Linked DNA regions of Mus musculus: regions 1, 2, 3, 4 and 6 are each linked to region 5. Evidence: chromatin contacts called from public HiCAR-type, HiChIP or PLAC-seq and promoter capture Hi-C data. All regions are on one chromosome and are shown on one strand. The core of a region is the stretch at or near the end of the contact, and the rest is flanking DNA. Distances in the headings are between cores, read along the strand shown. Region 1 has its middle 23 kb from the start of Uchl1os. Region 2 holds the start of Atp8a1 (ATPase, aminophospholipid transporter (APLT), class I, type 8A, member 1). Region 3 holds the start of Limch1 (LIM and calponin homology domains 1). Region 4 holds the start of Apbb2 (amyloid beta (A4) precursor protein-binding, family B, member 2). Region 5 holds the start of Slc30a9 (solute carrier family 30 (zinc transporter), member 9). Region 6 holds the start of Uchl1os (ubiquitin carboxy-terminal hydrolase L1, opposite strand).

Region 1 (3,954 bases), core at 53-2,552, 610 kb after region 5:
TGTCTCAGAAGCAAGTGCAGGGAGCAGACCTGGCCTCTGAACCATTGTTCATTTCAAAGACAATTTTTGGTTGGTTGTTTTTTGTTTTGTTTTGTTTTCTGAGACAGGGTTTCTCTGTGTAGTCCTGGCTGTCCTGGAATTCACTTGTAGACCAGGTTGGCCTTGAACTCAAAAGATCTGCCTGCCTCTGCCTTCTGAGTGGTAGGATTAAAGGTATGTGCCACCTACCTGGCTTCAAAGACAATTTAAACAACAACAACAACAACAACAAAAACTTGTTTAATAGCTTGACAATTTGTTGGGTTTTTTTAGATTTATTTATCTATTTATTTATTATATGTAAGTACACTGTAGCTGTCTTCAGACACACCAGAAGAGGGCATCAGATCCCATTACAGATGGTTGTGAGCCGATTGATGGGAATTGAACTCAGGACCTCTGGAAGAGCAGCTAGTGCCCTTAACCGCTGAGCCATCTCTCCAGCCTTCAAAGACAATTTTAATGGACAATTTCCAGTGTTAAAATGATTATTGTCATAAATCTCTCAATGTGGATTTCATATGTTCAAATACATATATAAATATCATTATATAATATTTATATAACACATATTTACATATGTATATAATATATGTGTATATCATATATATTTACACACACACACACACATATACATATATATATATATGAATGAACTCAGGTGTGTTTGTCTCAAACAAGAACCAAACCAATCCAAACAAACAAACAAACAAAAAGAAAACAGAAAAAAGGGGGAAAGAAGAAAGAAAAAGACAAAGACAAAGACAAAGACGAGAAAGAAAAAGAAAAAGAAAAAGAAAAAGAAAAAAGAAAAAGGAAAGAAAGCCTGTAACTGAAGTTGCTTATTGGTGGTATATTTGAGTGCAGCAGCTATGGAGGAAAAAATAGAGAGAGAGGAAAAAAAATGTTTCCTGAGAGAAGCAGGCAGCAGGCCAGACAAAAGGGTCTGGAATTCCTCACCACATACAAAATGTGAAATATTTCATTCCCATGAACACAAAGAATATTTCTATAACTGTGTTCAAACAAATAGGATTTCTGTAACCTTCCACAGCAATGGGTGAGCCCTGCAGGTCAGATTTCAGTAAATAACCGAGCTTCCATGTCACCTTTCCTGTTTATGTCTCGCCAGCCTGGTGTCTCATGATGAAAAGCATATGCAGACAAAGGCTCCAGGCTGGGCCAGAGGAACCTCAGTGACCTCAGACATCTGCAAGAGGTCCCAGCAGTCGGCTTATGGCCCTTCGCCACAACGCCCTTGCACCTCACACTTGGGGGGCTAGAGGGGAGGAGATGGACGAGCCACATGCTGTCTTCCTGGTCCAGCTCTGAGTGACAAGGGAAGCAGGGGATGGCTTAGGGGGGACAATGAGGAGGTTCCCCATGCTTCCATGACATGTGGCACCATCTTGCACATGAGTTTTAGGTTGCCACATCCTGGATGACCCCCAAAGCAAAGCGGAATACCACGACCCATGTTTTAGCACCCAATATCAGTCAGGAGTCTAGTGTGGCATGGCTGGGGGTCTGCTCAGGGTCTTGCAAGCTGAAATGAAGAAGTTGGCTGAGCTGGGTCCCTTTCTGGTGGTTCTGGGGTAGAACAGGCTCAGATAGGCTGTTAGCCAAATTCCTTATTGCTGGCTCTCGTCATCTGTGGGCTACCCTCGCTCCTGGACACTCCTCACCTAGGAAAAGCTTAATCCTTTTCAAGGAGTATCAGACCAGCCGAGCAGAACCATTACACCCTCAGGTCAACTCAATTGGGACCTTGTCATACGTGTAAAAATCCCTTAAAGTGCTGTGTATATGAGTGTTGAGTTCCGGGGACAGCGACAGGTCTGTACACGGAAGGCTGGGAAGTGCAGTGACCACTGTGGGACTCTGCTTCCCACAGATTTCTTAGGAACGAGTCTCTAGTCAAATTAGGTAGTCCACAGCGACAGAAATTTGTACTAAATTCTTTGTTGTGGTAGCAAGGGGCAGGCCCCACGTGCATTTGGTGCTCAGAGCCAGGCTAGGCAGGAGACAGCCTCCCTGATGAAGCCCGAGTGCCACATTAGATGTAGCTTTCCAAAGTCCCTCTGGGGTGTTCTGTAGATTAAAACCCTGTGCACAGTCTTTTGAATCTCTAGATACTAACTTCTTTGCTTGTTGTTGTTGTTGTTTTTTAATCTCATGACCCTCATTGGATCACTACAAGATATACACATATCCCAAACCATTATACTACCCCCATAAATGTGTACGATTATGAATCAGGGCAAATTTTAAATAAAAGCAGAGTAGCTGGGCAGGTGGTTCAGTCAGCAACGTGTTTGCCACATAAGCATGCGCCGAGTTTGTTCCCTAGCATCTGTCTTGAAGGACAGACAGGGTAGGAGATGCTTATAAACCCAGCACTGGGGAGGTGGAGGCAGGAGGATTCCCGGAGCTTCCTGGCCAGTGAGTTTTGTCAAATCAGGGAGCTCTCAGTTCAGTGTAAGATTCTTCCTCAGAAATAGAGTGGGAAGTGAGGAAGACACGTGACACAAGCCTCTGCACAGATACACACATGCACACATATATACATACACTACACACACACACACTCACACACATAATATACCATACACACACACTACACACAGGCACACTGGGCACATACACACACATATACACACACATAAACACACTATACACACATATACTTGCACTATACACATGCATGCAATACACACATACGCACACATATACTATATGCAACATACACATATATACAGACATAAACATACTATCTACATACAGTATACATACACATACACACATATATACACACAGTTATACACACATGTAAACACACTAACAAACACTATATACACTACACACAAATAGAAGTATACACACACACTACACACATATATACACACACATGCACACATAAACATACTGTACCCATTACATATACTCCACATACATAAACATATGCATATACTATACACACACTACACAGAAATAGATGTACACACACTCACACACAAGAGAAGAAAGAGCTAGGGATGTAGCTCCATTGACAGGACTTGCCTGGCACGCATGAAGCTCCAGGTTCACTTCCAGCATCATATGAAACAGGCTGTGATGGTACACGCCTGCAATCCTGTCAAAGTCAGCCTAAAATCCACACATCCCTGTGTGGGGTGGGGCAGAGACCAGTCAGGCATAAGACACGGGATTTAGAACCTAAGAATGCTTTTAGTTTCTGAGTCTTAAATCAAAGCCAAAGCCAAAGAAAGGGAAAAAGAGGGGAATGCTAGCTGTAGTGCTGGGGCAAATACTTCCCTAAAGACCTATTTAATTTATCAAAAAATGTTTTGAGATGGGGTCTCATTAACTCAGTCTGGCTTCACACTCACAACAGATCCGACTTCCACCTCCCGGGCTTTGAGATTATAGGCTTGTGTGATCACACTCGGCTCTACAGAGATCTTACACTTTAATACTCTACAGGTGATTTCAGCATTTCCCAATAAGACAGATCTGAATACAATACTTTACTTCTTCATAAAATTGATTATGTAAAACCCATCATTTGGGGGATAAAAATCTAATTCAATGTCAGCAGAGTATTATTAATCATTAATCATGCTAGCTTTTAAAACACATACAGAATAGTGCATCTTGTTACACCGTTTTCATGTATCTTCATTCCTGTTGATCCTCCTCCCCCCAGCCCTCTTCCCCATTCCCTCTGTATAATGGACTTCTGATTTGAACTTATTATTGTTCATTTTGATTTTACCATAAAATAATAAAACTTGGCAGAACTATGAATGGCCCAGCAAAAATATCCAATCCTCAGGGTTCATGTTGGCTAAAATATATCTAGACAAGATCATCTAGCCCAAAACACTGGGCAAAATGAGGGTGGTGTCCACACTG
Region 2 (3,837 bases), core at 1,126-3,625, 540 kb before region 5:
TAATGTATATTTTCTGCATAATGATAAAAAGTTATCCTTAAGGCGGCTGTCCTTAAATAGCCTGCTTCCTTCTTAGTCGGGTCAGCAGGCAAAGTAGTCACAGGACCTGAAAATGTTTAAATGGCTTGCTGACATCTGCATTCAACTGCAGATTCTGTAACAAGGTCATGTTGCTAGAACCAGAGTTTCCTGCCAGGGGCTGGCAGGATACACGTCTCACACAATGGAAGGTGAGATCTCTGAGCTCTGATACCAAGCTGATGCAGATTAGTGCACTTCTCAACCTCAATTACAGTGCTGAACCATGAAAATGGATGACTTTCTAACAACCGTGGGGGAGCAGATTTTCAGAAACCAAGGAGCTATGGTACTCCTGCCAATATGGATTCTGTGACAGGAGCATGTGGGAAAGAGCCAGGGGGAAGCCACAAGCTGCATCTTGCCATCTTGTCTGTATGAGAAACTGTTTTCATTTCCTATCTGAATGACCTAGGTTGTCAACTTGGCTGATGCACACATGTCAGGTGGCACTACAGAAAACAGGTACCATTGGAACTCACGTTAGATGGTTATTATAGTAAGCAGACGTGAATCTCACTGAAAGGCTCATAACAGTTACAGAAGGGATTGTTCATAAATCAAACAGATCATTTTTGGGTTCATAAAAATCTCATGTAAAATCTTAATCCGAAAACCACTCCCACTCCTACATTTGTTTGCTTACTTTTAAGCTGATTTTCCCTGCCCCTTGGTTCTTAGTCTTCCACTTGGTTTCAGACTCATTTATATCCATCAAGAGGAAGCCTGGTCCCCCCCCCCCCACACACACACACACACGAGATTATGGAGCCTAGGAGGAGTAAAAGCCGCCAGCGATGACAGTCTTGATAAGGCTGTATTCATTTTCTTTTTTTTTTCAAAGGACTACGGTTTTAAATTATGGCTATCGCTGGCACAGACACATTTACGTTTGAGTCTGCTCTAACCTAAGGAGATTCCAAGCACACTGGAAATAATATGTTTCCTTTGTTCTGATCCCAACCACTGAATAAGAGACAAGTGGAGAGGGTTCCTCATAAATATGTATTGACCGCCTGGGTATTAATGTGAGTGAGTGAGGTAGAACTCTGATTAGTGAATGAGATCTTCCGGGAAGTAGAGGAACTATCACGAATGGAGAGAAGATGCTATTAGCGGATTTTATTTATTTGTCTTTTTCCTTATGCTCGAGTTGCAGTCATATCTCTCTCTCTCTCTCTCTCTCTCTCTCTCTCTCTCTCTCTCTCTCTCTCTCGTTCACCCTCTACCCATCTCTCCTTTCTGGATCTCAAAGGAATACTAATAAAAAGCCTTGCTACAGGCTCTTTCCGCTAGGTGCCCAGAAGAACAGTACACGAAGCCAGTACCTTTTACCTTTATTCCTTTCTTACCCTGCTCAGGAGCTTGCTAGACACAAAGCTCCCCTCATCCTATCTCGAGGCTGAAATCGGGAACAAATTAAAAATACTGCATTTGTTTCGACTTGTTAGATTGGATTTTACTACACAAAATAAAAGGCACTGAGGTCGTGCTGGTCTCTAGGACATAACGACTTGTAATTAACATCTTTATGGATTTTATACCGACGCCCCACTAGGCTTTGAGGATAAACTACTGCATCGAACTTTCTGGAGCAGAAACCACAAACAGCATAATTTTTGCTTGGTTAACCACGTGGTCAACAGTTGGTTTGGTTGCAGTTTCAGAGCCTTAACAGGTTGCAGAGGACGAACTGGTGGGAAGTACGGGCTCACACACCCACGCAGGTTGTGTGGCTGGAAGCCTTAAAACGACAAGAGGAACCGTTCCAGTGGCTTCAGGTCTCACAGCCTGCTACTACAGAGGGTTCACGTTCATCTCAGGCCAGGAGTCAGGCTGGGTGTTGAGATAGGCTAGGATTCCACTCAGAGGGCGAATGCAGGGTCCCCCCACATCAGCAGAGACGTCACCCACAGAGTCTCAGAGGCTTAGACTCAAGCTGCCCACACCGAACCCAACACCCTGGCGCTGAGGACGGTCGGTTCTATCGCATTGTAGAGCCAGAAGGTGGCTGTAGGGGATGCCAGAGCTTTCAGAGCTAAAGAAGCTCTTCCTCTTTTATTAAGGCTTGGGACACTTGTACTGGCCTCAAGGAGGGCCGAGGTGGGCCGAGAAGCCGAGAATGCTAGATCGAAGTCCCCTCCCCGCGGATGGTACGGTCCGAACTGGGCGGGACCTGGAGGCTCGGCGGCCCTGTCCCCGCCCCACTCCAGGAGGCCAGCGAGTGAGCGCGCGCCCCGCAGACCCCGCCCCCGGCGCCGTCCCCGGCTCCGCCCCTCGAGCCCGCTCCTCTGCCACTGCGGGGAGACCTAGGCGGCTCTGCGGACGCAGCTCCTTCGCCGCCTTCCCCCTCCCGTCCAGTGCCCAGGCGGCTCCTGGCGGCGACGCTGCCCTGGGTGGGAGGCGCGGCCCCGCGGCAGCTGAGCCCTCTGCGCGGCGCAGCCAGCTCTCCCGCCCGCGCGGCGCCGTGACAGGTGCAGGGTCCCCGCCCGAGACCCACCTGCAGGGGCTGTCGAGATGCCGACCATGCGGAGGACAGTGTCGGAGATCCGCTCGCGCGCGGAAGGTGAGTGACCGCCGCAGCAGGAGGCTGTGCGCCCAGAGTGCGTGGGGGCAGGTGCTAGCAGCCTGGGGTCTGACGTGAGTGTGTGTGTGTGTGTGTGTGTGTGTGTGTGGCCGGGAAGAGACACCTCATCCCATCTACACCCCCTCCTCCTTTTCCCAGTAGTCTGGTTGTCGCCCCTGATCGCCAGTGAACCCTTCCGCCAGCTCTGCCTTCAGCGCACTAGCAAATGCTTTCCAGGATCCAAAACCTCGGAATTTATGCGCTGGCGGGAGCCCCAAGGTTTCCTTTACACCGCAACGCGACTGTTCAGTCCTTGTCTCCCAGAGCACTCGCCCGGCTCTCCTCCTTCGCCAACAGCGCACAATCTTTGCAATCTGCCTGTTCCCAGTGAGTTTACCCGTGCCCATGAATAGATCCCTCCAACCTACTATCTCCAGCGCCCACCATTGTGTTGCCCCCACATCACAGCTTCCCGAAGAGCGGGTTTGCCATTCCCAGGCGTCGCAGATTCTTTGATCCACTGTTCCCAGCATCTCTAGGCTGGAAGAGCCTTAATTGGGTTTGGGTGCTCAGTGGATACCAGGCTGCGTTCCAGTCTCTGCACTTCTGCCCCCTGTGGCTCACCGGGCTCTAGTTTGAGGTTTCATTTTTGTTTTTCATTTTTGCTTGAAGCCTGCACTTCGGCCGACTGAACTGACTTGAGTAAGGTGCATGCTGCTTTTGTTGCTCCACCCAGGGCCAGCTGTTGAGTGGTTCCACTTGTAGGAAGTGTGCAACAGATGCCCTAGGTTATGGGCTAGGACGCTTTGGCAAAGACTGAGATGGTGCTGTGCACCCTGATTGAGGAGCCCTTCTCCTCCTGTCTGGCGTGTGGCAGGCTTTCAATAAACACCTCTTGGTTTTACTAGGACAAAAAGGAAACGGTATACTTTTATTTTCTTTCTTTTGTTTGTCTGTTTTTCCATTCCAGTAACTCTGCCCTTCAACGTTGTGGAATGGCACTATTTTGAGAAATAATCTATCTTGTTACCGTCACTGATTCTCATCCCTGCCCCCATCTTGACCGTGAGATAGATGATAACGGGGTGGTGGAGGTGGAGTAGAAGCAAGGAGAATAGGATTTCTGGGGGCGGGAGTAGTAAGAGCTGTAAGGACCTCATGTGAAAAATAGGAATTCCGGGCTCTAATATGTA
Region 3 (4,188 bases), core at 1,470-3,969, 560 kb after region 5:
TCAAACAGTCAAGGCTACAGGCTGAGAAATTCCTTGCTAAGAACCTGTGTCCGGAAGCTTGCTCTGTGAGCCTTATTAAGAATGTAAATTCTCTAGACAGACCAACTCAAAGAAGCCCAGAACTAAAGATGCAGAGTAGTAGCAAAGTTTATTTATTAACCTGCTGCACCCAAGGGAACATTTTGGTGGGTTTTTTTTTTTTTCAGAAAAATTCCTGACTGCACAGAAAGAAAAAAATGAAAAAGGCCTGTGGGAAATTTAATCACCAATGGAACAAAACCGAAAAACAAAGCCCTCCCCAATGAGGATGTTGCCAGAGACAATGGGCCCCTAAGGGGAGATGCGATTGTCTCCTGATAAGAATCCCCACGGGAAGCGGCTCACACTAAGAAACACATTATTGCTGTATTAGCCCAGGAATCTTTGTTCAGTGGGCAACTGTGTGCAAAACCATCTGTTATGGCCCCCGGCTCCCAGTTTGCAAACGTGGCATTTACATTTCAAGAATGGGAAGGGGAAAGGGGGGGGAGTGTTGAGCACTCCCCCAATGCACACACACACACACACACACACACACACACCTTTTTACCCAGCCTGGGCTTAGGAGAGGAAACTCCCCTTTTGATGAAATCCAACTCCACTGAGGAAAGGAGATAGGCCACTTCAATTATGCACACGCAGCGTGCCTGGCAGCCTGGTCCTAAAGCCACACACACACCATTTGGGTTTTCACTGTCTTTGACTGGTTTAAAGGGCAAAGTATCAAGAGCCATTCTAAACTGTGTTTAGCGCTTAACCCGGCTCTGCTTTCTTAAACTGTCTCTTCCTTTCCTCAAGCTGATATGAAAGCTAATGTTCTACACTGTGTAATGTTTAGCCTGAAATACCAACAGGAAAAAAAAATCTTTATATATTTTGATCTATGGGGAGATGTAATAAATATGTGTACATATTCCAAAATTCACAGAGATGTGAGATTCAGATTTGCATTCTATCCTGCATGGAGTTTATACCACAATGCACTTTTAAAGGCAGGACATGTATGTCAATATTACTATAAATTACTATCAGTTACTATCAAAGAAACTGGGAATAAATCACGTGCCTATGAGAAAACAGAGGCTAATTTCCCCCCCAAAAAATTCAAGAAGTTGAAAGAAGCTGTCACACAACTCTCCACTACTGTCTCCAGTGAGCCTGTGAGCCCCAAACTCAGAGAGAACACCTGTCATGCTCCAAGCCTTCCATCAAAATAAGCCTTCCATCAAAAATAAGAGGCTAACGTCGTTTTCTCATCTGGTAGTAAGTTACATCTGGTAGTTACAAGAGACAAGCCAGCCCTGACTTTTAGTAATGGTGCCTGGTATATATTGTTTCCTTAGTTCCGTTTTTAAATAGATGGCTCCAAACGCTAAGGAGCTTTTTTGCATCCATGAAGCTGGTTGACCCTGAAAGGTGGCGGCCTGTGGCTGAGCCTTCCAGCAATAGCCTCTGCAGGCAACCCAGCAGGTTTAAATATACAGCCCTATAGTTCTATCACCCTACCAACATTGGAGACCTGGGCTGTCCCAAGGGTGGGGATGGGGTCGCTAAGCGACCATCTGAGTTCTCTGAAGCGTATTCTTGCTTGGTCACGACTTAGCTGCACACATCCTCCTTTGAACTCTCAGGCCAAGGGGGTTGCGCGCCATTTAGCCAAATTCCTCTTCTACAAGGCATTTTAAAAGGTGGTTCATAGGAATTCCAAGAGTGGATCACAAATCACCTCTCCCACTCTCGCCCTCCACGCGTCCTGAACCCAAAGACCGGATTGTTTCAGAATAGCAGGGCTACTGAGCTGCACCTGCAGATAGACATCATGAATCAGGATCACCCAGCGAGCGCTTCCTGGACTGAGCCGAGAGCTCCAGTGATTTCCTTGGCCTTCCACCGAGTCATTTAAGAAGTGAAATGTGCCAACCTGGCCCGGTACGGGGCCTGCTGCAGCCCACCCTGCGGTCTCTGGGACAACCGATAGCTGGGCAGCGTGTCTACGGATAGCGCACTCACAACTAGGTCTTGCAGGTTCCCCCCTACGCTGTGCTCTGCGCCAACCTTGCACCTGAACGGGTGCCAGAACACAGCCAAGAGGCTTGGATGGGTATGAGCCTCAGTGGTGATACTGCCAACTCTGCTCCGGAAGGGAGAAGAGAGAGGCCAAGGGAATGTGGAGCAGTGAGCGGGACACCCCGAAATGCGGCTCCCGCAAAGGGCTCTGGAAGCTCGAGCCCCTGTAGCCTTTGCAGCGCTACGGCTCGCACTGCGCTTTCCGTAGCAGCACTTGCAAACCAAGCGGAGATTGCGAGCTCCGCAGGCAGCAGGGATGAAGGCGCAGGGGACAGCCTCTTGCCCCTGGGCGCACAGCTAGACCGCAGTGTCCCCCCTGTTCACGCCCACCATCCCAGAGCCCCAACGCCAAGGGATCTCAGTCTTCCGAAGGCCGCGGAGGATGACCTGGGGAAGCTGGCCACGAAAGTGGGGGAAGGCTGGACCTGAGGTCGCTGCTCTCGGGGCAGCAGCTTGGGGCGCCCCTGCAAGGCCGCCCGCCGGTGGCGGCACCTACCTCGATCCACTTCTGTGCCTCGGCGAAGGCAGGCTCCGGAGGTGGTTCGGGCTGCAGGGGTTGAAGGACTTCCAGACCGAGAGCGGGGCAAGCCATCTGCGAAGCCCGGCGAGTACTGGAGCGCTCGGCCGCCGGGATGAGCACAGCCTCCTCCGCAGGAGCGCGCTCTCCGCCCCTTCCCGCCCGCCGCGCTCTCCAGCCGCCTTCCCCGCCCCCACCGAGCGCAGGTCCCGGAGGACAGCGGCGCGCACTGCCGGAGGACACCGTGGCCACCTCAGCCAGTGGCGCCCGGGCCCGCCGCTTCGTCCCCTCCCCCAACTAAAAATAACCTGCCAGGAGCTCCGGGCGTCCTTCCCGGGCTCATGCAAGGACCGTGGGAGGAACACGGCCCGCCACCCCGCTTGTCCTGCCTCCGGCCGGCTACTTTGGGTAGCAGGTCGAGCTGCACCTTGGGTGAAGCTGGGCGGGGAAACAGCACTACTGCGGCAGAACTGGAGGACTGACTGGCACCTGCTGTCCCTCCCAGCTACAGACCTGAGGCCTAGAGCTGCAGCTCCGGACCCAGCACTCTAAGGTGTTCACAAGGCAACCGCCAGATCTTTCTGTTAAAAGGGGAGGGACTCCCCGCAAGCTACCTGGGCCTTAGCCTGTTGACTCATTCACAGGATTTATTCAGCTCTTATTATTCTCCAACCACCAAGCTAGGAACCTAGGACTGCCGGATTGGGAATGGGGGGTGGGGTGGGGGCAGGGAGGGATAAAACAAAAACAAACAAACAAACAAACAAACAAAAACTCCTAAAATGTGTGCTGGTTAGTTTTATGTCAAGTTGACACATGTTAGAATTATCTGAAACAAGGGAACCTTAACTGAGAAAATGCGAGGGAGAGCCTAGCCCATTGTGGGTGGCACCATCCCTAGGCTGGTGGTCCTGGATTCTATAAGAAAGTAGGCTGTGCAAGCCATGAAGAGCAAGCTAGCAAGCAGCACCCTTCTATGGCCTCTGCATCAGCTCCTGCCCTGCTTGAATTCCTGTCCTAATTTCCTTTGATTAGGAACAGCGAGATAGGGAAATGTAAGCCAATACCCTTTCCTCCCCCGTTGCTTTGATAATGGTGTTTCATCACAGCAAGACACAATTCTAAGAACTTGCCTTCAAGATACGTACACTTAGACTGGGATATAGCTCAGTTGGTAGAACGCTTACCCAGCATGCAGCTCACCCTGCTTTCTGTCCCCAGCGTCATGTCCTTGGAAGTACAAGCTCATAATCCCAGCACTCACTAGGTGCAAGCAGAAGATCAGAAATTCAAAGTCATCCATTGCACAAGCCAACTTGAGCTATATGAGACACCGTTCTCTGTATGTATTTCTCTAGATATTCACAATACCGATATTCACACTGGGGAGCAGACAATAAACATGGGAATCAAAAGATGTTGTAGAATGAGCTATCTGGTAAGAGATGGCCTGTGTTGAGGAGAGAAGGTGCCAGTTGATTTTTAATAAGCTGCTCATGTTGCTCTTGAAATGGCTGCACCAGTGCATTTGGGAGGCAAGCATGCTGGGAGAGGCCTGGAGGAGG
Region 4 (4,240 bases), core at 1,240-3,739, 690 kb after region 5:
TGACACAATAGATCGATTTGTCTTCTTTAAGGAAGCCATTGATATCTCTGGGGTATGAAGTAAAGAGCATACAGAATCTAAAGACTTGGTGTAGCGTTGGTTTTATAACATTCTTGTAAGTGTTCTTTCCACTAAAATTCCCTGAAACACCCATACCTCCACTTAGTAGGGCTTTTGATCTTATGGGAATTTACAGGAGGTAATTTTTAATGTGCTGGACCCATTGTTTACTTGATACTTGATAAAAACAAGTGCTCAGGATATTCTTGGAATAGTTCATTTCCTAAGAAAACAGTTCGTGTGTGCGTCAGCACTAAGGGGAAAAAACCCAACATCACAATAGCTATCAAAATTGCATAAGGTGGTAAAATGAGAAATGATTTTCTTTGTGATCTTAAACGATGAGGTATAGGGAAGCCAATTACTTATTTATAACTTGAGTGTGTGGTGCCAGGCATTCTCCAGCCCAGCTAAGGCGCGGTTACATACTTAGCTAGCCAGGGAACCTGGCAATCCATTCCACCTTAAACCGTCCCTTTCAGGAACAGAGAAGAAATTATGGATAGGATGCAGGAAGGAAGCAAAGAAGAGTTCAAAACCAGTGTTCCAGTCCCGTCAGTCCTCCCTGGAAATAACCGAGGGAGTTTCCTCCAACAACTGCAGGATGCTCTGTAGCCGGCCCCTCACAATCGGGACATCTAAGTATTCAGCTGGCAAGGAGGTGACTTCCCGACTCCTCCCGCAGGCCGCCAAGGGAATGAGCCTAGGAAGCAGGCGACCGGGCTGGGACGCAGAGGCGGGAGCAGGCAAGGAAGCGTTTCCGCGGTGATCCTGGAGACCCTGCCGGTTTCCGGAAGGGTGATTGCATCAGGTGTGGAGCAGGGCGCCTCCTCCGCCCAACCTGGAGCCCACCGCGCCTGCGCGCCCCGCCCCGCCGCCGCGGCTGACTCCAGCGCGGGTTTTCCTGCGCGTCCGAGTAGACCGCCTGGAGGGGGCAGGCGCGGTTCGACCCGGGAGCCCGGGAGAATCGGGTGGTAGGGTAGGCTCTGGACGTTGGCGGGCTGGGAGATCAAGGTGCAAGTTGGTGTGGTAGCCTGCTGAGATCGCCGCGATGAAGGATTCGCAGGGTGGGCTTGGGTTCATTTCCTCCTCTGTCTGGGCTTGAAGGACACAGTAGCCTGTGTCTCAAGGCCCTCTACAGTTTGCTTTTCCCAAGTTGGCATTTGAACCCTGGTTTTTGACTCTTCATGGTTCGCAGGATTCGTTGGGCCAGTCTTGGGATGCAGAGGTTCAGTTCCAAGAGTGAACCTGCATAGATTTATGGAGATTTTTCTGTAGCAGTACTATTGGCCTTCCGCGGAGTCTGAGGGAAATATTGATTATAGAAGAGGCTATAGATTACAAGAGACCACCAACACACGGCGTTCTCTCCATTCCTGATAACCCAACACTTTTACATGTCAACACCTTGTGTATGGAGATGGCAGAAATGGCATTTCATAGAAACTATTCAATGGACGTCAGTTACTGCTGGGCTGTAAACATGAAGGCAGGGGCTGCGATTTGCTTACAGGTCTTAGTAAGGGGATCTTGTGGAACCTCAATAAACTCATGCTGTGTGAAGAAAAAAAGGAATAATGCCCATCTTCACTGTAGGGAGGATGAGTCTGAGTTTATTATCTGATTGAGGAGTGCGTTGTCAAAGAGCCATTACTTAGTAGTTATAATTATTTTCAGAATTACCTTTCTAGAGGAGATGGTAGGTAGCATGGTCTGTGTATAGCAGAGTCCCCATGACTAGTCCTCGGATGGCAACCGCATCAGTACCTGGGATTTGATACTTACAGGCGCTTGTGCAGCACGGCACAACGACTCATCCAACCCCTGGAAACGCGCCTAGCATGCTGCTTCAGCAACCTTCCCAGATGAGTCTGACTTAGGCATCAGTTTAACACCCCTTGGCTTGATGGAGAAACAAATCAAGGACTTCCAGGTGCCTGCAGTAAATCCACTTAATGCCTAACGAACAGGTAGCAAGTAGATAATGCTTTTCCTTGTTCGCAGGCATATTTCTTGCATGGCGTTATCTCGCTGTGATTTTCCAGGGCAGGAATGTTCCTGTGTGGCATATGTCTAGCCATGGGGGATGAAGGAGGCAGAAGGCAGGAGAAAGTTTCACCTTTTAACATTCAGTTAGCCTGGAAGGCTGTGGACAGCTCTCATCTTGGGGTATTTTTCCATTCTACAGGAACGCAGACGCGTGAGAGAAGAGTTTCCCAAACTGCCTTTTGGTGCAGACAGACGCTAGGCCACCTGGAGGGGATACCCGGGCTGCCCCGCAACCCCCAGCCTCTGGGTGTCACCCTGGCGCCCCTTGCCTCCCTGCTGTGCCGCAGCTCGGCCGCCTCCACCTGCAGGGGTCGCCCTGGGAGCGCGGCCCGCCCCCTTCCGCCGCGGCCTCCGCCCCCGGCCCCGCCTTGCTGGGTTCGCCCGGCTCCGCCAGGCCCCTCCAAGCCTTTCCTCGCGCAGCCGCCGCCAAAGCCTGGAGAAGTGGAATCTCGCTGCCGCTGCTCCCTGCGCGGGCCTCGCGGAGCCGCACTGGGCATGCTCAGTCGCCGGAGCCAGTGCTGCTCTAAGTAGGAAGCTCGCGTGCTGCAGCCCGCAGCTGATCCGGGTGCTCAGCGGACTGCGAGACCTGGGAGCCGGGTCCGGAGCCGATCGAACGCCGCGCAGCGCTGGTGAGCCCCGCTTCCTTCCATGCCTTCAGCCCGGGGATCCGAGGGATGGCCCGGAGTGCGCCGGGGGTGCCGGGCAGCCGGCGAGCTTGGCTGCTTGTGCCCTCGCGGCTGCTGCTCGGTTTCTGGCGGTCACCGCCGGTCGCCCAGCCGCAGCCCCAGCTGCAGCAGCTGCCGTCGCATCTGCAGCAGGCGTCCGCTGCGGAGTCCCGCTCGCCCCGCGCCCGCGCTGCAGGGCCGGCGCTCTGGCTGCGGGCTCGCTCCGTCACTCCCATTACTCCCTCACTCCCACCCAGAGCTGGGGTTCGGCAGGGCCGGGCGAGGACACCGGGTCGCAGGGCTGTGCCCGGGCGGAGACTGCGGAGGGCAAAGTGCGGGTGGGCGCGGGCGACCGGTAGCGCACGCCCCCTTGCCCTGGGGCCGGCCTGCCTGCCGGGCGGCGCGCTCTTGCGGGAGACTCAGAGACCTGGCCAGCGTCTCCCGGGGTGCAGAGAACCCAGCTCTGCAGAAAGGAGGAGAGGGCAAAGTTCCTGTCCCCTCTGCAACGCCGAGAGCGTTTTTAACTAGAAAATGGCTGTGTGCCGAGGGCCGGATCAGGGAAGCCGGTCATCGGGGTCCCGAACGCCCCACTGCTGCTCCCTGGGAGGAATGGTGGCTCAGACGCCAGAAATGACATTTGTGCGACGAAAACTAGCTGGGCGGAGGGAGGATGCGGGAGTCCCGTAGAAACAATGATAGGTAGTCTCTCCATTGATGGAGAGGTCTGAAAACAGGAGGTCAGGCCCCAAAGGCCAAGGGAGTGTGGGGCATAAAGAAAAAAAAAAGCTGGAGAAATCAGATGAAGAATTGGGACCGTTTTGTAGCAAGATTCTGCACAGCCACGACTGTTCTGATCGCTTGGGGATGGACTGAGTGATTTGAGAGGGCTCACATGAAGAGAGAATTAGGTCAGTGTCTGAAGCCCAGAGGGCTCTTAGAGGGAGCAGTTTTAAAAAGTCTTGTCCCTGACTTTGCTTTGTGCTCAGTGTCTTAAATGAAAGTCATAAAACGATAACAACAATATCATTTTGATATCAAGAAATAAACTTTGTGAGGCTGGCCCTTTTTGTTATTTGTTTCTTCATTTTACCGATTTCAGAATAAATTATGACAGCTGGTCTGTTGTTTTAGGATTTGGTACCTTAAATCTAAATTTTCTTTCTTGTTATGATACTACAGATCCTTCCCTGAAATGGCCATGGTAGTAGTACCTGAATTCTTATGGCTGACCTTGCGGAGACAGGACTCTGGGAGGGGGCATTTCTTTATGAAGTTAGGCTTTGTCTTGTTTCAGGGTTTCTCCGAATTTGGAGAGTCTTAACAGAATCTTAGAAATGGCATCTGTTTGGGAAGATAGTATTTGTCCTGAGGATGGGCACCCCCCCACCCCCAAGGCAGGCAGAAATGTGGTGGGAACAAGGGTGGCTGGGGTGGGGAGTGGTCCCATCTGTGGAGTGTGGGGGTGG
Region 5 (3,709 bases), core at 1,046-3,545:
CCGCCATATTGAGTATGCTTAGTCCAGACTGTGATGGGCTGTGTGAAATACACACTGCATTCTGAAGACAACACAAAATGGGAGACACCTTAACATTTTTTTAAAAATTATATGCCAGAATATATACTAGCTAAAGTATACTATTTTTACTTTTAAAAATAAGTCTACCACACAGTGCAAAACTACATGCTGTGGCCAGGCTCTTGAATACTGTCTTTCTTCTTTGACTTCACAGAGGTTTCTCATTTTTATGTATTTGTATCAGTCAATGGGTTCCTCCTGTTTACTCTTTAGTGTCATTTTGGTTTTTTGAGATGAAGTTTTTCTGTGTGGCTCTGGCTGTCTTGGGACTCATTCTGTGGATCAGGATGGCCTCAAACTCAGAAATCCTCCTGCCTCTGCTAGAACTAAAGGCATGGACTGCCATACCTGGCCGCCTCTGTTTATCCCTGAGAAGACTTCATTAGACAGGTAAGCATTCTAGAAGAAGAAACTAAACTTTATTTCTTCTCAAAGAAAATCATCTGGCTTTGGATCCCCAACTCCCTCTCCCCCAAAACATAAACAAACAAACAAAAACAAGACAAAAAGCTTCAAATAGTTTTTCTTGTAATATGCATCCAACTTAAATAGCACACTTTCTCCAAATGATTTTTAAATTTAACCATAGTTTTGATTGCTCTTTCAAATACCGTAACAAAACTTCCACCAAGGTGATGTTTCAAATTTAAAAAGGTGTTAAGTGTTAAAAACACTAAATTTTTTGTAGTAATAAACATCCTAAAAGAACTCTGCAAAGTAGTCCTAAATGAAGAGACTAATTACTATCTGAGCTACAGAGAATGGGACAAAGAGCCCAGCATTTTAGGCCCAGTGACAGCTACCCAGAATAAGAATTACAAATTACACTACTGCAACTCACCTCACCAACACTGAAGGGGCACTTTGGACAACATTTAACAGCCACTATATGTATATATATTTCTGTGTAATATGTTGAAGTTTATTTGGAGTTTTAAACAGAGGGCCCATTCTGTTCATAAGTGGCATACCGCCACCATGGGAAAACTAGCTACAGTATTCTGTCATTAACAACAAACTAAAACAGTGTATTGCAATCAATTCTTTTGCAACCTTAGAAACCAGCTTTTAATACGGTATGAATATATTCTACTTTATCTGCCCAGCACAGGAGTGTGTGACCGCTTTTATCAAAAAACCTGAATGGCTGCAGCTTTTGCCTTCCGATCCAAGTTTTTGAAGGGTGACTGTGAATGTTTGAGAAACGTTTCTGTAACCACTCTTTGCAAATCCCAAGAACCTGAGGGGCTCGGGTTAGCGGTGGATTTGGTCCTGTCCTCTCCTGGGCTCTGCTAGCAGTCCTCCGTGTCAAGCTACGGGAACAAGGGAGGTGAACAGAAACAGGACTTACACGTTTGATGCTACTTTAGAAACTCTCCAATAACTTGAATCTGACTGAGAAAGCAATGCTGACGAAGATGAAAACTCTCAATCCCACCCTGCGCCCAGGGTTATTTATGTACAGTTTCAGGAGACACTTTTGTCACCAAAAGGATTGTTCGATATAACCGCAAACTTCGGTGGGTTTCCTGTCCCCCAGACTATGCCCATTCGATAACTGTGAGAAGCCCTCACCTTAAGATCCGTATGTGACATCCACTTTGATTTAGGGAGATTTAAGAAAACGGGATGGCACTAAGAAAAAGTGTAGCGCAGGAGTACCTCACTCAACCTAAGCAGCAACAGAACTGCGGCGGCGGCCCAAGGGGACCCTCCAAGCTGGTGGAATCCGCCATTTCCCACGGCCTGTTTGGGTCACCCTGGGTCACCGCGATGTGCCCTAAGACCTCCGGGTCTGGAGGTCCGCCTCAGGGTGTCCCTACGCGGGTTGGCCGCTCCCCGGTAGCCGCGGCTCGCGGGGACACCTGTGAGGACCTTGCGAGACCGGCAGGCTCTGTCTGGGTTGGAGAAGGGCAAGCGGGCGGGCCAACTGCCGAGGCCAGGCGCGGCCTCCACCGGTCCGTCACTCACCCTGGCTGCGGCCGCGGGTCGCTGCCCGGCCGCCACCGAGCCTGCACAGCGCCGCCCAGCTGCACCTGTGCGCCGCGGCGGCGGCGGCCAAGCCCGGAAACATCCTGGCGGGGCAGAGGCCCCCACTCGGACACCACCTCCTGCCTCCGAGCCGCCTGCCGCGCCAACTGACTCCATAGACCGGACCCCGGCGAGCACGGATGTGTGCGCCGCGGCCGGCGGCCTCGGCGACCCGGAAGTCATGGGGGTGTGGCGCGACAGCGGAAGTGACGGAATATGCCAGCGGGGGCGGGGTGGGCGGTGCTTCTGGCCAGCACCGGGCCAGGACGGTGTGCGCTGCCGACTGTGCTGGGCATTTGTGAGTCCGTGTCGTGTCCCGGGAGACAGTCTTACGAAGCGCCGCCGGGGCGTGGGAAGCAGGAGGAGAAGGCAGGGTTTAAGCCTCTGTCCCCTTTCCTTTTGAACCCTCGGCACCGCTCTGTCCAACACCGTGGTCACCTTGCTGATCACTCAACCTCCGCTTCTCGGTCGTAGTATAACAAAATTAGAGGCGTGCATAAAATTTGAAGTCGCGGTACTATGTGTACGCGAAGATGGAGCAGTTTTTCAAACAGCCTGGTCCCAGAGAGAAAGAAACCTGAACACATTCGCCTGTTTTAACCATTACCATGTCAGGTTCATTCAGTTCTTAGCTTAAGCCTTCTTTCACCACCCTAATTATAATTAACGTGGTTCTCATTTTTAAATAGTTACCCTGTACACTTTTCTTCAAAATACCACTACTGAAATTATTGTCCCCCCGGAATAGAGAATAGCTATATGGACACTGGATCCTGTGCAGTATACGTATACTACTATATTCCAGGGGCTAAGTCAATACCTGTCTGGCCAGATAAATAGAATGGGATGCATGTCCAGTTGTTTTAAAGATTAATTTAAATCGCTTAGTGAAAGTACTGTAAAATAAAATTTTAAATGGAAAATGAGTGCACAGGGCCGAGGGAAGGTATAGGGAACTTTCGGGATATCATTTGAAATGTATATAAAGAAAATATCTAATAAAAAAATAAAGAAAATGAGTGCAAATCAGTAAATGGGGAGGAAACCCACCACTTTGAGTGGACTTGAGGCTCCCTTCACAGGAGGGAATCCACCTCTGGTAAGGTTAAGCAGGTCAAAAGCCCATGGCTAACAAGGTTGTGGTCTCTAGTAAAAGGCTATTGCAGCTATTTGGATAAATATATTATGGTCTGACACCCCTTCCCCCATAACTGTAGCCATTTTGTTCCATGCTTGCCAGTTATATTACTACTCTAACATGCCTGCCACTCACTGACCAAGAAGTGACTTGGCTCAAGAACATGCTGACCACATAACCATGGTTTTGTCCTGTATGTTCTGAATGTTATGTATGAGGTTTGCTAATCTTAAGAAATTCCATCAAATCAAAGGTCAACACGAACTGTTCTGTGTAAAACGGCTTGAGTTAGAGCTGACCACCGGACAGCCCTTCCTGCACCTACATATGAGCTCACTGTGGTTTTTGTGGCTGACAGTGAAGAATGCTTCTAATAAGCTAAAAAGTTATAACACTCATGCTCTGTTATCTCGATGTCCTGAAATTCCCCTGTTCACCATGCATCCCGACACTTTCCTT
Region 6 (4,061 bases), core at 1,547-4,046, 630 kb after region 5:
TTTGATCAATACCCAGTGTTAGCACCAGCTGGTATCTGTTCCGCTATTCTTCACCGGTTCCATTTGTGTGCAAGTCAATGCCTTTCAACAAGGTTTAACTGTTTGGAAGGGGCAAGCAGATCCAAGAACTTCCCTTCCTGGTTTGTTTTAGAAAAGTAAAACCAACTGGTACAAGGATTGGACTATGGTTTAAAACTAACAAGCAAACAAAAACCTAAACTTTCATTTTGCAGAAGACAGGGTACTAGTTTATCCTTGCCAGCAATACAGGGGATGTTCTAACCGGAAGGCAGATTAGCAATTATCTGGGGAGGCTGCTCTATGAACGAGAGATTTCCTCCGAGCATTAAATCTTTTATCTTTCTTTTAGAGTCAATTAAGTGTTCAGCGACTCCAGAGACTGTCCATTCCTCTCACTGCTGAGTTTGGAAGACCTGAGAAGTCAGGAGTTGCCAATCAAAAGCAGGTGCTGCTGCCCTAGAAATGCCCACTGCCCACGGCCAGCAAAACTCACACAGCACATCAGCCAGCTGGGTTCCGATTCTAGGAGCCCGCCGTGTTTAGTGTACTTGGGAATGCGAGTGTGCATTTTCTCTGTGGCTATAGGAGAGGAAGACAACTGTCCTGGGAGATGAACTGAAGCTCGACTGTTCTTGCTTCCCACTTACTGTTCAGGGTTCTCGCCCCTCTTCCTGCTAATCAATCAGCTATCGTTGTAAAATAGACCACCACCCAGCTCATGCCTAAGCTCATGCCTGGATCTCATCACCACCAAAGTGATTTAAGATGTTCACTTCGGAGCTCCCGACATAACCCTAGTGAGGATGAGATGCCTGCTAAACTAGCTTGCTTGCGGACAGACTATAAGCTTCATTTCTCATCAAAAAGAATTCTTCAGTGTTTTACCCATTACATATGCAGAATAAGTACTCTATAGATGGGGCAGATTAGACGGCAGCTAAAGGACAAAACAGTAGCCCAACCAAACTGGAATGTCCTCTTAAAAAATCCACTGGAGCCTGCAAAATGAGACCAGTTCCAAGGGAGCGGGCTCACCACTGCCTCCCAGAGGCCTTGCCTGAGCTCTGCTCAAAACCTCCAAGTCATCATGGTTCCTCTGGAGAGCAGCTCCAGAAACCTCTACGGCAGGACGAGAGCCGACTTTGGTTCAGTCAAGGAAGCCAATCTGACACGGAGTGGTAGCAATGAAAGCTCCGACTGGAAAACGCGTCGCCGACATCATCCAAACTCCATGTTTGAACTCATCAGAGACCATCTGCTAGGAGCAGGGCCTAGAACTTCCCATACAGCTTAGTTCCGGTCAGGTCAAGGATGCCTCTAGAACACCTGCCCTCAGGACGGTATTTAATTAGCCTCATCCCATCTGGCAGAGACGCAAATGCCTCCAAGTTTTACCAATGTCATCCCCTCTTAAATCATTAGGAAGCTAAGAGCCCACAGGAGGGAGACGATGCAGTGATTTACTGGGGCTCCACACACGGCGAGACAACGCATAACCCCCAGTTTTGTCTTTCTCTATGGCTCAGCCTGAATCATTTGCATCCCTGCCCAGTGGAAGATGGAAGACTGTTTCAGAAAATGAAGAAGTGTCTCTATGACTGTGTCACAGGAGCCCTACTTCATCCAGCCACAAGGTCAGAGAGGTGGAGACCGCGGCTCTGTGCACCAGTGATTCAGCTTTCTAAAAGGAACGTTCAACAGTGTGCCTGCTGGGAGGGGTGGGGGAGGGGAATGGAGAATCCACCAGAGAGGCAGATGGAGGTGGCAAATGAAGAGACAGCTCTTTTGACTTAAGCAAGCCAGGCCCTCATCAGTTTACAGTCAGGTGAGAGAGCAACAGAACCAAACCAGGGACCTGACCCACTCACGGCCCTTAAAAGGAAAAAAAAAAAAAAACAAACCGGCCATCCGCAAGTGGGAGCAAGGCTCATAAGTAAACAAACAAACAAAATAAACAAGTTGGAGATCTTTCTTTGGATAACTGAAAAAAAGACTTAGACGCAATGGGCTCCTTCTCTTCCAAATTGAGGCAATAATGGACATCACAATAGAGCCCCGATGAAAATGCAAGCACCTCCCACCCTAAGAAGTGGGATCCTTATCAGGGACCCTACAGGAAAAGGGGACAGCGTGAGGTAGGAACTCATTCCACAACACTGCGTATCCACTGAGACCCGCCCATCACAGACCTCTCCCTACCTGGGCCGTGAGGGGAAACAGGAGCAGCAGGGCGCAGGCAGGGGATGGCACTGAGCCCAGAGTCTCCTCCTCCAGCCCTAGCACGTCGGCGAAGCGCCACTGGCCGGCGACCCCCAGCTTGGCCAACACCTGCAAGAAAAAGACAGGGCAGCCAGACCGAAAAAGCCAGACAAATAATGGGCACCTGCTAGGGGGCGGGGCCAGCACGAGCATCCCTCGTGCGGCCCTCCCACTCCCCAACCCCCCACCAAACACACACACACGGGTCCCCACCCGAGTCTGGGAGGAGCCTCCGCGCCGTCCCACCCTGCGTGCCGCGCAGTGACACAGCACAAAGCTCAGCCCACACGTGGCTCGCGCGAAGCCCTCGGACTAGAGTCCGCGGGCCGTCGCCACGCCCTCGAGAGCTGCTCCCCGCGCTCGTTGCTGTCCGGGTCCATCCTCCGCCACCTCCCCGTGATCGATCTCTCAGTCACTCCCAAACCCCTAGATAACTCAGGGCAGAGACGACACCCAGCTGGGCGCCCCAGCCCAGCCACCTCCATTGCACAGGGCGCGGCCGGCTGGGCGTCTCCAACGATGCTCTTGGAGGATAGGGACAGAGACTGCGCGCCGCGCCACTCACTTTGTTCAGCATCTGAAAGCCAAAAGCAAAGAGGAAAATGATAATAAAACTAAATGATTCAGCTACCGAGCTGTAGCTAAGGGTCAGCCTTATTTCTCCCGAAGCGACCCAGCAGCTATGCTTACCTCGGGGTTAATCTCCATCGGCTTCAGCTGCATCTTCGCGGATGGCACCTGCAGACACAAACCCGAGGAGCCGAAAAAACAGCCGGTGGAGCCGCCCAGGCTGCTGTTATAAAGCGCCGGCCTCGCTCACTGGGAAAGCCTGAGCAGGGGAGACGGGAGCAGAAACAAGCAGAGGAGGAAGGCCAAGAGGGCTCGAACTCCCCCATGCACCGCACAGAATGGTACAAGCCAAGCCCCCAAACCTTGCAGTCTCACTCGCCGGTGAGCTAATCTGGTGGTTGTGGAGATGGGTTTTGTTGGTGGGTGTTCCTTGAGCGCATGAAGCAGCCTATTTGAGGGAGCTTTCAATTTGGAGCGAAATTTCTGGAAACCCTCCTCTGTCGTCTCAATCACTCCAAAGCTCGAGGGTCTCTGAAACATTGAGAGAGAGAGAAAAAAAAGCACAAAATCAACAGGTATATGTAGTGTTTAATATGAATATAAATATTTGTCGGTCTTCCTCCCTCCCCCCCCCCGCCCATCTCGGAACAGTTTGTACTTAACCTTAGACAATCTGTCCTCCATGTTAAATTCAACCTGTGTCCAGGCTCGGTTTTTAATGGACTGCCTAGAATAAAACATCTGATACGGAGTGCATTAGTGAAGCTGATGTAATGTGACTCCAGGGGAAGAACCGGTGGGTCGCTGGGAAGCAGTACATGCGAGACACATAGAATACGGGCGCCGGAGGACTTTAGAAACAGACCAAAGAAAAGATAGATGATTTGAGACTAGAGGCTTAAAGGAAAAAGCATTTAAAAAAAAAATAGGGGAAACCTTTTTTCAAAGAACAGGGGTTTGGGATAATAAGATTTTGGTCCACAATACTTTGGGCGCAGAAGAAAGGGAATAGCAACGGAGGAGAGCCCGCGGTTCTCCAGGGATGGGGGCGGGGGTGTTCTTTCTAACAGGCACATTTCAAAGGATGGAAGGCAAACGCTTGTGCTGAAGGCGGAGTAGAAGGAGGGGCCAGATCTGTATCAATTGTCAGGGATGCTAAATCACAGAATGAGGTAGCTAAGGATGCAGGCAGGTTGGGTATTTTAAAAAAT

Evidence for each region. Promoter capture Hi-C pulls out the DNA fragments that hold promoters and counts their contacts. HiCAR-type assays count read pairs that join an accessible place to other places. HiChIP or PLAC-seq counts read pairs in DNA pulled down with a chosen protein or histone mark.
Region 1: a promoter capture Hi-C map of the HPC-7 cell line shows a contact between it and region 5, with 5 times the contacts expected there. The contact joins the enhancer-like site here to the promoter of Slc30a9 in region 5. A contact is called at or near these places in 5 of 39 promoter capture datasets (the HPC-7 cell line, cranial neural crest, embryonic stem cells and 2 more), 2 of 484 Hi-C or Micro-C datasets (both in cortical neurons), 1 of 115 datasets of contacts at active chromatin or transcription factors (embryonic stem cells) and 1 of 9 other capture datasets (embryonic stem cells).
Region 2: a contact with region 5 is called in a promoter capture Hi-C map of pre-B cells, with 3 times the contacts expected there. The contact joins the promoter of Atp8a1 here to the promoter of Slc30a9 in region 5. A contact is called at or near these places in 5 of 39 promoter capture datasets (the C10 cell line, embryonic stem cells, hippocampal neurons and 2 more), 2 of 484 Hi-C or Micro-C datasets (embryonic stem cells and uterus) and 3 of 115 datasets of contacts at active chromatin or transcription factors (the 230-238 cell line, bone marrow-derived macrophages and memory CD8 T cells).
Region 3: a contact with region 5 is called in an H3K4me3 HiChIP or PLAC-seq map of embryonic stem cells, with 9 read pairs. The contact joins the promoter of Limch1 here to the promoter of Slc30a9 in region 5. A contact is called at or near these places in 2 of 39 promoter capture datasets (embryonic stem cells and hippocampal neurons), 1 of 484 Hi-C or Micro-C datasets (nephron progenitors) and 1 of 115 datasets of contacts at active chromatin or transcription factors (embryonic stem cells).
Region 4: a contact with region 5 is called in a promoter capture Hi-C map of liver, with 2.3 times the contacts expected there. The contact joins the promoter of Apbb2 here to the promoter of Slc30a9 in region 5. A contact is called at or near these places in 4 of 39 promoter capture datasets (the 3T3-L1 cell line, cranial neural crest and liver), 1 of 484 Hi-C or Micro-C datasets (embryonic stem cells) and 1 of 115 datasets of contacts at active chromatin or transcription factors (astrocytes).
Region 6: a contact with region 5 is called in a HiCAR-type map of astrocytes, with 3 times the contacts expected there. The contact joins the promoter of Uchl1os here to the promoter of Slc30a9 in region 5. A contact is called at or near these places in 5 of 39 promoter capture datasets (the SN4741 cell line, cranial neural crest, embryonic stem cells and 1 more), 1 of 484 Hi-C or Micro-C datasets (embryonic stem cells), 2 of 115 datasets of contacts at active chromatin or transcription factors (astrocytes and bone marrow-derived macrophages) and 1 of 9 other capture datasets (embryonic stem cells).

What each region holds. Positions count from the first base shown.
Region 1 is chr5:66,697,344-66,701,297 of GRCm38.p6, reverse strand. No RefSeq gene overlaps it. Among named protein-coding and RNA genes, the nearest start is that of Uchl1os, 23 kb to the right of the region's middle. Within about 2 kb of position 1,302, at least 10 of the 459 cell types and tissues checked have an H3K27ac peak or open chromatin away from gene starts, as enhancers often do.
Region 2 is chr5:67,845,969-67,849,805 of GRCm38.p6, reverse strand. It overlaps Atp8a1 (ATPase, aminophospholipid transporter (APLT), class I, type 8A, member 1), which reads left to right and starts at 2,375. Exons shown (of 37, transcript NM_001038999.2): 1 at 2,375-2,644. The coding sequence starts at 2,596.
Region 3 is chr5:66,744,420-66,748,607 of GRCm38.p6, reverse strand. Limch1 (LIM and calponin homology domains 1) reads right to left here and starts at 2,719. Exons shown (of 26, transcript NM_001001980.3): 1 at 2,603-2,719. The coding sequence starts at 2,698.
Region 4 is chr5:66,617,066-66,621,305 of GRCm38.p6, reverse strand. Apbb2 (amyloid beta (A4) precursor protein-binding, family B, member 2) reads left to right here and starts at 2,489. Exons shown (of 17, transcript NM_001201413.1): 1 at 2,489-2,738.
Region 5 is chr5:67,305,541-67,309,249 of GRCm38.p6, reverse strand. It overlaps Slc30a9 (solute carrier family 30 (zinc transporter), member 9), which reads right to left and starts at 2,295. Exons shown (of 18, transcript NM_178651.4): 1 at 2,053-2,295. The coding sequence starts at 2,155. RefSeq lists a cis regulatory region at 1,924-2,647.
Region 6 is chr5:66,675,232-66,679,292 of GRCm38.p6, reverse strand. It overlaps Uchl1os (ubiquitin carboxy-terminal hydrolase L1, opposite strand), which reads left to right and starts at 2,796. Exons shown (of 5, transcript NR_102714.1): 1 at 2,796-3,231. Uchl1 (ubiquitin carboxy-terminal hydrolase L1) reads right to left here and starts at 3,172. Exons shown (of 9, transcript NM_011670.2): 1 at 2,971-3,172; 2 at 2,846-2,857; 3 at 2,221-2,349. The coding sequence starts at 3,003.